Linked DNA regions of Ovis aries: region 2 is linked to region 1. Evidence: chromatin contacts called from public Hi-C data. All regions are on one chromosome and are shown on one strand. Each heading gives the region's core, a stretch centred on a gene start, on an enhancer-like site or on the middle of the called end of the contact. The rest is flanking DNA. Distances are from core to core; before and after follow the strand shown.

Region 1 (4,360 bases), core at 1,078-3,577:
ATTCTCATTGCTATTAACACTTATACAGAAGAAACATTAGGCAGTCCTCATCATTTTTAACCCCTATAGAAGATTATTTTTGAAAGATCAGTTCACCTCAATTCAAAAACCTATCATTTTATATTTACTTTCATATAATTTTCATATGTGAAGATTATATGCTTCAAAGACGCTTCCAGCAGGCTTCCCTGGTGACTCAGTGATAAAGAACCTACACAGGAGACATGGATTCGATCTCTGGATTGGGAAGATCCCTTGGAAGAGGGCATGGCAACCCACTCCAGTATTCTTTCGTGGGAAATCCTATGGACAGAGAAGCCTGATAGGCTACTGTCCATGGGGTTGCAAAGAGTCAACACAACTGAGTGACTAAAACAACAACAAAGCTTCTAGCAACTTGTTAACTGAAAATGCAAGTTTCTTTTAATCAAATCCCTATGAAGGTTCCAAGACAACATCACTGTCCCAAACATCATAACTAGTTAAATTGCTCTTCTTGTCATAGTTTCTCTTAATGATTACATGCTACCGTTTATCAATACCTATTAGCTGTTATAGATTGTCACCTGAATACTAGAACACTTGGAACTATGATCTTTAAACATAGTCTCATTCTGTGCAAGTGCCTTGGCATCTTCTGTCTCAATTCTTAAACACCCTTCCTGCAGTATAAATGCCTCAGAGCTTTTAGTAACTCTCTCTGTGTCTCACTGAGGCTTTGTATAATGCCAGTGAGCATAGCCCAATATTGCTTTCCAATATCCTTGGAATATACTGCTGATTATTTTTACAAACCTCAGCCAGACTTTACCACAATGCTTTTAATATTTCATAACTACGGCCAACTCCTATCTTTTGCTGATCTCATGGGATGGTTCTGTTGAAGTTAATTAAGCCTTCACTTCAAGCCTAGTCTTTGTATTTATCCCTGGATTTGGTAACCATATTTACCCTGTGACCTTCCCTTTCAGATTTCTTTGGAAAGCAGCTTTGCTTAATTGTGAAGTTGCTCTCCAAAGCTGACCAGGACAGTGCCAGTTCCTTGAGATTTCGTGCTGTCAGCACTCCAGGGGCTGTTACTACACTGATTTGTATTTGTACCTTATTTTGTGCTGTGATTATTTTTAAGCAAGGAAACCAATCTATGGTCTTCCTTTATTGTATCTGCGTTAACCACATGCAAATTCTATAGATACCCTAAACTCTAAGGAAGTGAAAAAGTCTGCCTGTCTCTAATGACTTGCCCAGCAACTGATGTTCATAATTCATCCTGTATACCTGCGGTTTTTAAGGTCGTTAATATTCAAGCTCATTTAAACCCAATGAGTTTTGGCTATAAACAGTAAAACCGGCTACATTTTAAGTTGATTTTAAATAAATATTCTAACATTTATAGTAATACTGCTGACGTTAATGTTCACTGTTAGGATGGAAGATAAACATTAACGCTTATTATAATACTTATTTAAATTTAGTGAACACTTGTTTTTATGGCTAAAACCTCTAGCATAGCAGAAGGCAGTCACTCCTTTTAAACGCTTCTGTAAGTACATATAAAGGGCTTACATTGATTCAAAGATTACATATTATAGACTGACCGTCCTGGGACAATCTTTACATCAAGTGGAGTCTCGCAGGCAATTTCTCTCCCCTCTCAGCCTTTGGGAGGAAGGTGTGGGTAAAGTGGACTTGGCAATGAGGGAAGCCGGGAGTGTATTCTCACACAGTGAAAGCCCAGAACCAAGGTAAGTTCTTCACTTGCACAGAGGATGGCTCATTCTGGCAGGTGAAGGTACAGGGGAAAATCTATACATACAGACAAATACAAATGCATATGCGTTCAGACAGGGGTGCCAACAGAATAAAGTCAAATAAACTTACTCTAATTCCCGCCCAATCCCAGCTCTGTCAGTAAGAGCGCCGAGAGGCGATTTAAAGCTACAGGCTCTGTCTGCACACGCGTCGACGAAAAAGGCATAGACTTTAAACGCCTCGTTGTGTCCCCTTTTCCTCAATAATCAGGGAAGTTTAGACTGTCCCTAGGACTCTATTTCGGCCATACAGTGTCGTTCAAGGAGAGATTTAATTTGAATTTCCACAAGGCACTCGGCATCCTTCTGTGCTTGGGCAGTAATTCCGCCACATCCCCGCAGATTTGAAAACCCAACACCGCCGACGGACCAGAGCAACGCAGGCGGAGCGGTCCAGCGCCTCCCAGTCACCCGGCCGGCCACCCCGCCCCCCGAGGGAGGAGCCTGACTCGCCCCGCCCCGCGCCCCCGCCCCCCACCTCGCGTAACCCGGATACACACCCACGCTCCCCTTTCACCTCGCGGCCGTTGGCTAACGTGGAAGCTAGACCCGCCGGCCGGCTAAGCAGAGGGGAGTGAGCTGTCCCGGGGGAGTCGGGCCCTCGGAACGGCCGCGGGGGGTTTCTCCACGCGGCTCGGTCTTTCCCGGGAGGGAGCGATGGGGCGCGCGGGCTCCGGGGAGCTGGCGCCGGTATAGACCGCGCGGCGCCCGGTTCGGGAGCGCGGGGAGGCCTGTGAGGGCCACCGCCCCGAGCGCCCGGCCTCCCGCCATGGCGCCTATGGGCATCCGCCTGTCCCCGCTGGGGGTGGCCGTGTTCTGCCTGCTGGGGCTCGGCGTGCTCTACCACCTCTACTCGGGCTTCCTGGCCGGCCGCTTCAGCCTCTTCGGCCTGGGCGGCGAGCCGGGCGGCGGGGCGGCGGGGCCCGCGGCCTCGGCCGACGGGGGCACGGTGGACCTGCGCGAGATGCTGGCCGTGTCGGTGCTGGCGGCGGTGCGCGGCGGCGAGGAGGTGCGGCGCGTACGCGAGAGCAACGTCCTCCACGAGAAGTCCAAGGGGAAGACGCGCGAAGGGGCGGACGACAAGATGACCAGTGGGGACGTGTTGTCCAACCGCAAGATGTTCTACCTGCTCAAGACCGCCTTCCCCAGCGTGCAGGTGGGCGCCGGGCGGGCCGGGTGGGCGCGGGCCGGGACGCCTGGACCTCTCCGACAGCCCGGGGCGGTCGGGCTCTGGCTCCGATTGGGCGGATCTGGGGATGGAGACGCACAAGTTGAGGTATTCAAGGTCACACTGAAGAGTTGGTGGAAGAGCTGGGGGAGGTCGCGGGTCGTCGGCTCGGCCCTTCTGGCTCCTCCTCTGGTGTGCGCGTCCTCTGGGCACCGGGGATCTGGAGCTCTGGGGTCTGGAATCCCTGATATTCGAAGGCTAACAAAGTTAACTTCACTCCCTGCCCCCGGCTCTTTTGGCTAGAATCACCGAGGCCCTCTATCTTTATTGCGTTTAGTTGTTGGAAGGGTCGATACACGTTTTCTGGTGGACCTGTCAGGAGCCAGCTGAAGACCTGGAACTGTAGACGTCTGACTTGCTGCAGAGCTGTTAGCATGCAGGGCATTTGTGACTGGTGTGACCACGGTTTACCTTAGCTGTGGACTCATCGGGACCATCTTGATGGCATATATTTAAGGGGCCCTTCAAGGAAGTGTTTGGGAGTATGATTCTCAGCAACTTGACTTCACCCTTCTAGCCCATATTTACTCCAAAGAATGAGAATTGAAGAACGTTTCTTGGGGAAGAAATTGACATTTTCTTAGGGAAATCCAGACATTTCGGATTTGTTGTTAATACCTTTAAACTTCATCATTTCAGGGCAGCTGCTGCTGAATGCATAAAACTTAAAAATGTATTACAATCCAAAGGAAGAGCTCACATAGTGTAGTGGTACTTCCTGAGTGTACTTCCTAACTCACCTAACAGTGGGTTTTGGCAAGGGGAAGAAAAATTGTTTGCAGTTGAATTTCATTAATTAGATAAACAGTGAAATGTAAACCACCGCTTTGGGGGAAGATCTGACCTTTTACTGTTGTTCTTGTAAGAGAGTATTGTCATTGTAGAATTATCTTGTATAACCCTCTCTCCAGTCTTTCCTGTTATTCCTTTTTCTTTCTTTCTTCTTCTTTTTTTCCTTTCCTTTTTAAACTTTCTTTTTGTAGCTGGAAGGAACTTTGGCTTTCATATCATGAGCTGCTGCATACCAGATGTAATTGACATGATAGTTCTCTAACAAAACAGAATGTTTCATGTTTTTCTTTTGTCCTTTGGCACTTTACCATCACAAATGATACTTACCTTGTGTTTGCATCTTGATATAAGATGTGCTTGTAAAATTTCTTTTTCATTTCATATCAGAAGCACATGGTGTTTAGAGTTTGTGGGGAAAACAGGAGTTTCAGAAAAGTTGGTGTAAACAGTTATAACAACAGTAATAGTAATCATTGATTGATTACTATTTTAGCTAGTATAGTCCTTGCTACATAAGACTTGACTTGGT
Region 2 (4,246 bases), core at 462-2,961, 700 kb before region 1:
TCCTTGACACCTGTGATCAACAATCCTGAGTTTATGAATAAAGACACAGGATCCGAGAGGTTAGGACATTTCTCCTACACTCAGGTAACTACTAAGCACCAAGGTCAAGAAGCAAGCTGAAGTTGTTCTGACCAGGAACACCATTTTCCCCCAAGGGCACATGCTGCGTCTTAGTGATGCTGGCCTTCAATAGACAAGATCAGGGAGATGAAACCTTCCTACTCCTGGATTCTGTTTACCACTACTAAATTGAGTCATAAATACTGCAAATGTTTTATCAATACACTGAGTTCGTTTCCTAAGCTGACACTGATTACTCCATTCTCCAAATTCATCACTGTATGCACTGCTTATCCTGGCACTCAATCATCCTCCATCTTTAAAGTGTTAGGTTAAATACATGTGTATCTTATTTAGGTAAACAATGGGTAGAAATGCCTTTCACGCTTCTAGGCCCTTCCACGGTGTTCCAGCACCAACTGTGGATTTGATGTACTATTTATCTCTGCATTCCCAGAGCTTAGTAGTATATTACAGGGCAGGTGGTCAACATACATTCGTTTAAAGAAGCAGAATGAAGGTGTGACAATAAAGAATTATAATAGACCTTTTCTACCAAGCCTTGTAGATGGAGTGACATTCATGTTTAATTATAGTCCCCATAGGCATCTGGGGTTTCCCAGGTGGCTCAGTGGTAAAAAAATCCACTTGCCAATGAAGGAGATGGTGGTTCGATCCCTGGGTTGGGAAGATCCCCTGGAGAAGGAAATGGCAATCCACTCCAGTATTCTTGCCTGGAGAATCCCATGGACAGAGGAGCCTGGCGGGCTACAGTCCATGGGGTCGCAAACCGCGACTGAGCACACAGAGATCTTTACTGTTTGAATTTTATCAATCATCTTACAAAGGGACAGTTAAAAAAAACACCCTGAAATGAGTAGCCTGAAGCACCTGGCAGAGCAAGACTCGGGGCGCTGGTATCGAGGCCATTAATGTCAATGTCCTGTAACATTACAAAGTTTTACATCCCCGTTTCTTAGATGCAATGTTTTCTACCCTATAGCAGTTACGACCAGGGTGCGAGCCGACCAGGGTGCGAGCCGTAGGATGAAATACCTTTTTAGTTCACTTTGAAAGGGAAAATCTCTGATTAAAAAGGAACCATTTTTACATTTAAATAAGCCAGAAACAGCATCCGAGAGAAACAAGACCAAACCGTTACATTTAAATAAGCCAGAAACAGCATCCGAGAGAAACAAGACCAAACCGGCTTCCCTGTGACTCGACTTCCCCACGGCCACCTCAGAGTTTCCTTCTGCAGAAGTCTGACCGGAGCGTCAACCAGTGAAGCATTCAACTGACCCTTCAAAGAAGCCATTCGGAATCAACAGATGCTTCTTAAACGGCAAGAGGGGTGGAGGGGAAACGCCGCCGGGACACCTGAGAGCGCGGGGCGCCGACACTCGTTTCTCCCGACGCCCCTGCCCGGCGTGCTGCCCGGGGGAGACCCACGGAGTCCGAGTTCGGTCCCCGGGCGGGTCTGAGGAAGCTCGACCGCGACCGGAACGGCCCCACACATTCCCCAGCCGCACCGCCCGCCGCACCTGCAAGTCCCGCGCGCTTGGGGGCCGCGGCCCCGCCGCCCTCGGCGCCTCCTCGCCCGCCTCTCCGCCGCCGCCCTCCGCCATCTTTCACCGCTCCCGGCGCCGCCGCCGACGCGCCTCCCGCGACTTCCGGGGCCGGTTGCCTGGCAACGGCGGGGCGGGGCGGTCCCTGTGAGCCCCCGCCTCCCCCGCCCCCCCGCGCGCCCCTCTTCCGGCACCCGCCCACCTGTCCGGTACTGCTCCTTTCCTTAAAGGAAGTTGGCTCAGAGTTTTCCCTTCTGAGAAGGGCAGCACGGACTTGCGGATTTCTTTACCCAGTGGTGGCAATGACTTCTGGAGAGTTCATCTGATGGAAAGTGCCACCTTACTTTTCCAATCTCGGTCATATTCTCTCGTTTCCCTGCCAAGGATTGGGTGGCGCGTCGTCCCCAAAGCGTGAAGTGTTGTTGAGAAAGAACCCCGTAAACTCTCTTTGCGATTGAGCTGCTGCTGCTGCTGCTAAGTCGCGTCAGTCGTGTCCGACTCTGTGCGACCCCATAGACCGCAGCCAACCAGGCTCCCCCGTCCCTGGGATTCTCCGGGCAAGAACACGAGTGGGTTGCCATTTCCTTCTCCAGTGCATGAAAGTGAAAAGTGAAACTCAAGTCACTCAGTCTTGTCCGACTCTTCGCGACCCCATGGACTGCAGCCCACCAGGCTCCTCCGCCCATGGGATTTTCCAGGCAAGAGTACTGGAAGGGGGTGCCATTGCCTTCTCCGGCGATTACAGCTAGAGACTCCTAAATTCTCTTTATTCATCTGTTATTTGTTCAAACTCCTGTCTTATCACAGGTTTTTTCTATGACCCCAGACACAAAAGTGAAAAGGAAGTAGTCCTGGTCATTATAAACCTCACAGTCTAGCGGAGGAAAAGAGATATAAACAGAGTAAATGCCATTTGCAGTGAAACTTTGCAGGAAATGTTAGGAGTGGAATATGGGTGTGAAGCGAAATATTCTGTTCGCACCTGCTGCGTACACCGTGCTGGGTGCGTTCTTTGTGTTCTCTTGTCTACTGCTCTAGGTGAGTATTGTTATTCCGTGTTATACCCGAGGAAAACTGATGACAAGTAACCACTAAATTCACCCTGTTGTGAATGGTGGTAGCGGATAAGCCTTGCATTTGTTGGTTATCCCAATGTTCTTTTTAGTACAATATTTGTTGTTCAGCCGCTCTGTCGTGTCGCACTCTGCAACCCCACGGACTGCAGTATGCCAGGCTTCCCTGTCCTTGACTGTCTCCAGGAGTTTGCTCAAACTCATGTCCGTTGAGTCGGTGATGCCATCCAACCATCTCGTCCAACATCTTGTCCAATAAGTACAACCGTCTTTTTCAATTAGTACAACATTCTGCCCTAGAAATCCCTGGATCTTCCTTATATCCCATAAAGCCAATGGCATTTTGCCCCAGTCTTGAAGGATAAGTGCTCCTGATAAACTTTGAACCTAAAAGGACCACAGGGAAAGACATGGGTTTGAAATACCATGTTCATGCTGGTAAAATACCACATGGCTGAACCTTAGGAGAAATGATAAAAGATGGTTGGGGTTGGAGCATGTGATTGCCATCTAGTCTGGAGATGCAGGACAGGTGCTGAGGGGTCTCGCCTTAGTGAAAAGATCAAATATTATGCACTGGGCCAATGATTCTCAAGGCTCATGCACAGAGAATTCCCCTCCCATTCGCAATGCAGGAACTCAGATTTAGTTAGTATGGGAGCCCAGTCAGGCATATTTTTTAAGATGCTCCCCATGTGGACTTTGTCTCTGGCCATGACAGTGTTCCTGATACTGGATTTGCCTTCCCCTCCCAACAATGAAAACACTAGACAAAATAAATGAAACGATTATTTTCAGACACCGAACTACAGGCAGTACAGATCTGTGCTGTGCCAGAGAAGGGAAACAAGCGAGATGAGCTATGTTTGTCCTGGCTTTCTGCCTGGAACTCTCCTACAATGCTGGTGAAATGGAGAATGGTGCAGCTACTTTGGAAAATAGTTTCTTCTAAAGTTAAGTATTCACTTATCTTAAGACCCAGCATTGACCCTCCCAAGTATTGACCCAAGAGGAATGAAAACATATGTTGATGAAAATATTTGTATCTAAATATTCATAGAAGCTTTACTCATAATAGCTCCAAACTGGAAACTATCCAAATGTCCATCAACAAATGAACGAATAACATTTTGAGAAATTTCATAGCACAGACTACTACTCAACAGTAAAAAGGAAGAAATTACTGATTCACACACCATAACTGAATCTCAAAGCCATGATCTTGAGTAAAAGAAGTCAGATGCAAAAAAGTAAATATTGTCTAGTTCAATGTGTATGAGATTCTAGAGCAGGGAAAACTTATCTTTACTGATGGAAAGCTGGCAGTAAATTGCTTGGGGCCAACTCTTTGGGAAATGATAAACTTGGGGAATTTGACCGACAAAGGATATGTGGGAACTATTTGTGGTGATGAAAATGTTTTATATCTTTATTGGTAGTGATAGTTACATACATGTGTGTGTATTTGTCAAAAACATATTGAACTATATACTTAAAATGAGTGTAATTTATTATATGTAAATCATACATTTATACAATTGGTTG

What was found. Hi-C and Micro-C count contacts between places; a contact is called where the count stands out from the background.
Region 2: a contact with region 1 is called in a Hi-C map of liver, with 6 times the contacts expected there. The contact joins the promoter of UBXN2B here to the promoter of BPNT2 in region 1. A contact is called at or near these places in 2 of 16 Hi-C or Micro-C datasets (liver and tail adipose tissue).

Annotation. Positions count from the first base shown.
Region 1 is chr9:36,890,891-36,895,250 of ARS-UI_Ramb_v3.0, reverse strand. It overlaps BPNT2 (3'(2'), 5'-bisphosphate nucleotidase 2), which reads left to right and starts at 2,327. Exons shown (of 5, transcript XM_004011964.5): 1 at 2,327-2,967. The coding sequence starts at 2,581.
Region 2 is chr9:37,585,430-37,589,675 of ARS-UI_Ramb_v3.0, reverse strand. It overlaps UBXN2B (UBX domain protein 2B), which reads right to left and starts at 1,711. Exons shown (of 7, transcript XM_042254234.1): 1 at 1,605-1,711. The coding sequence starts at 1,688.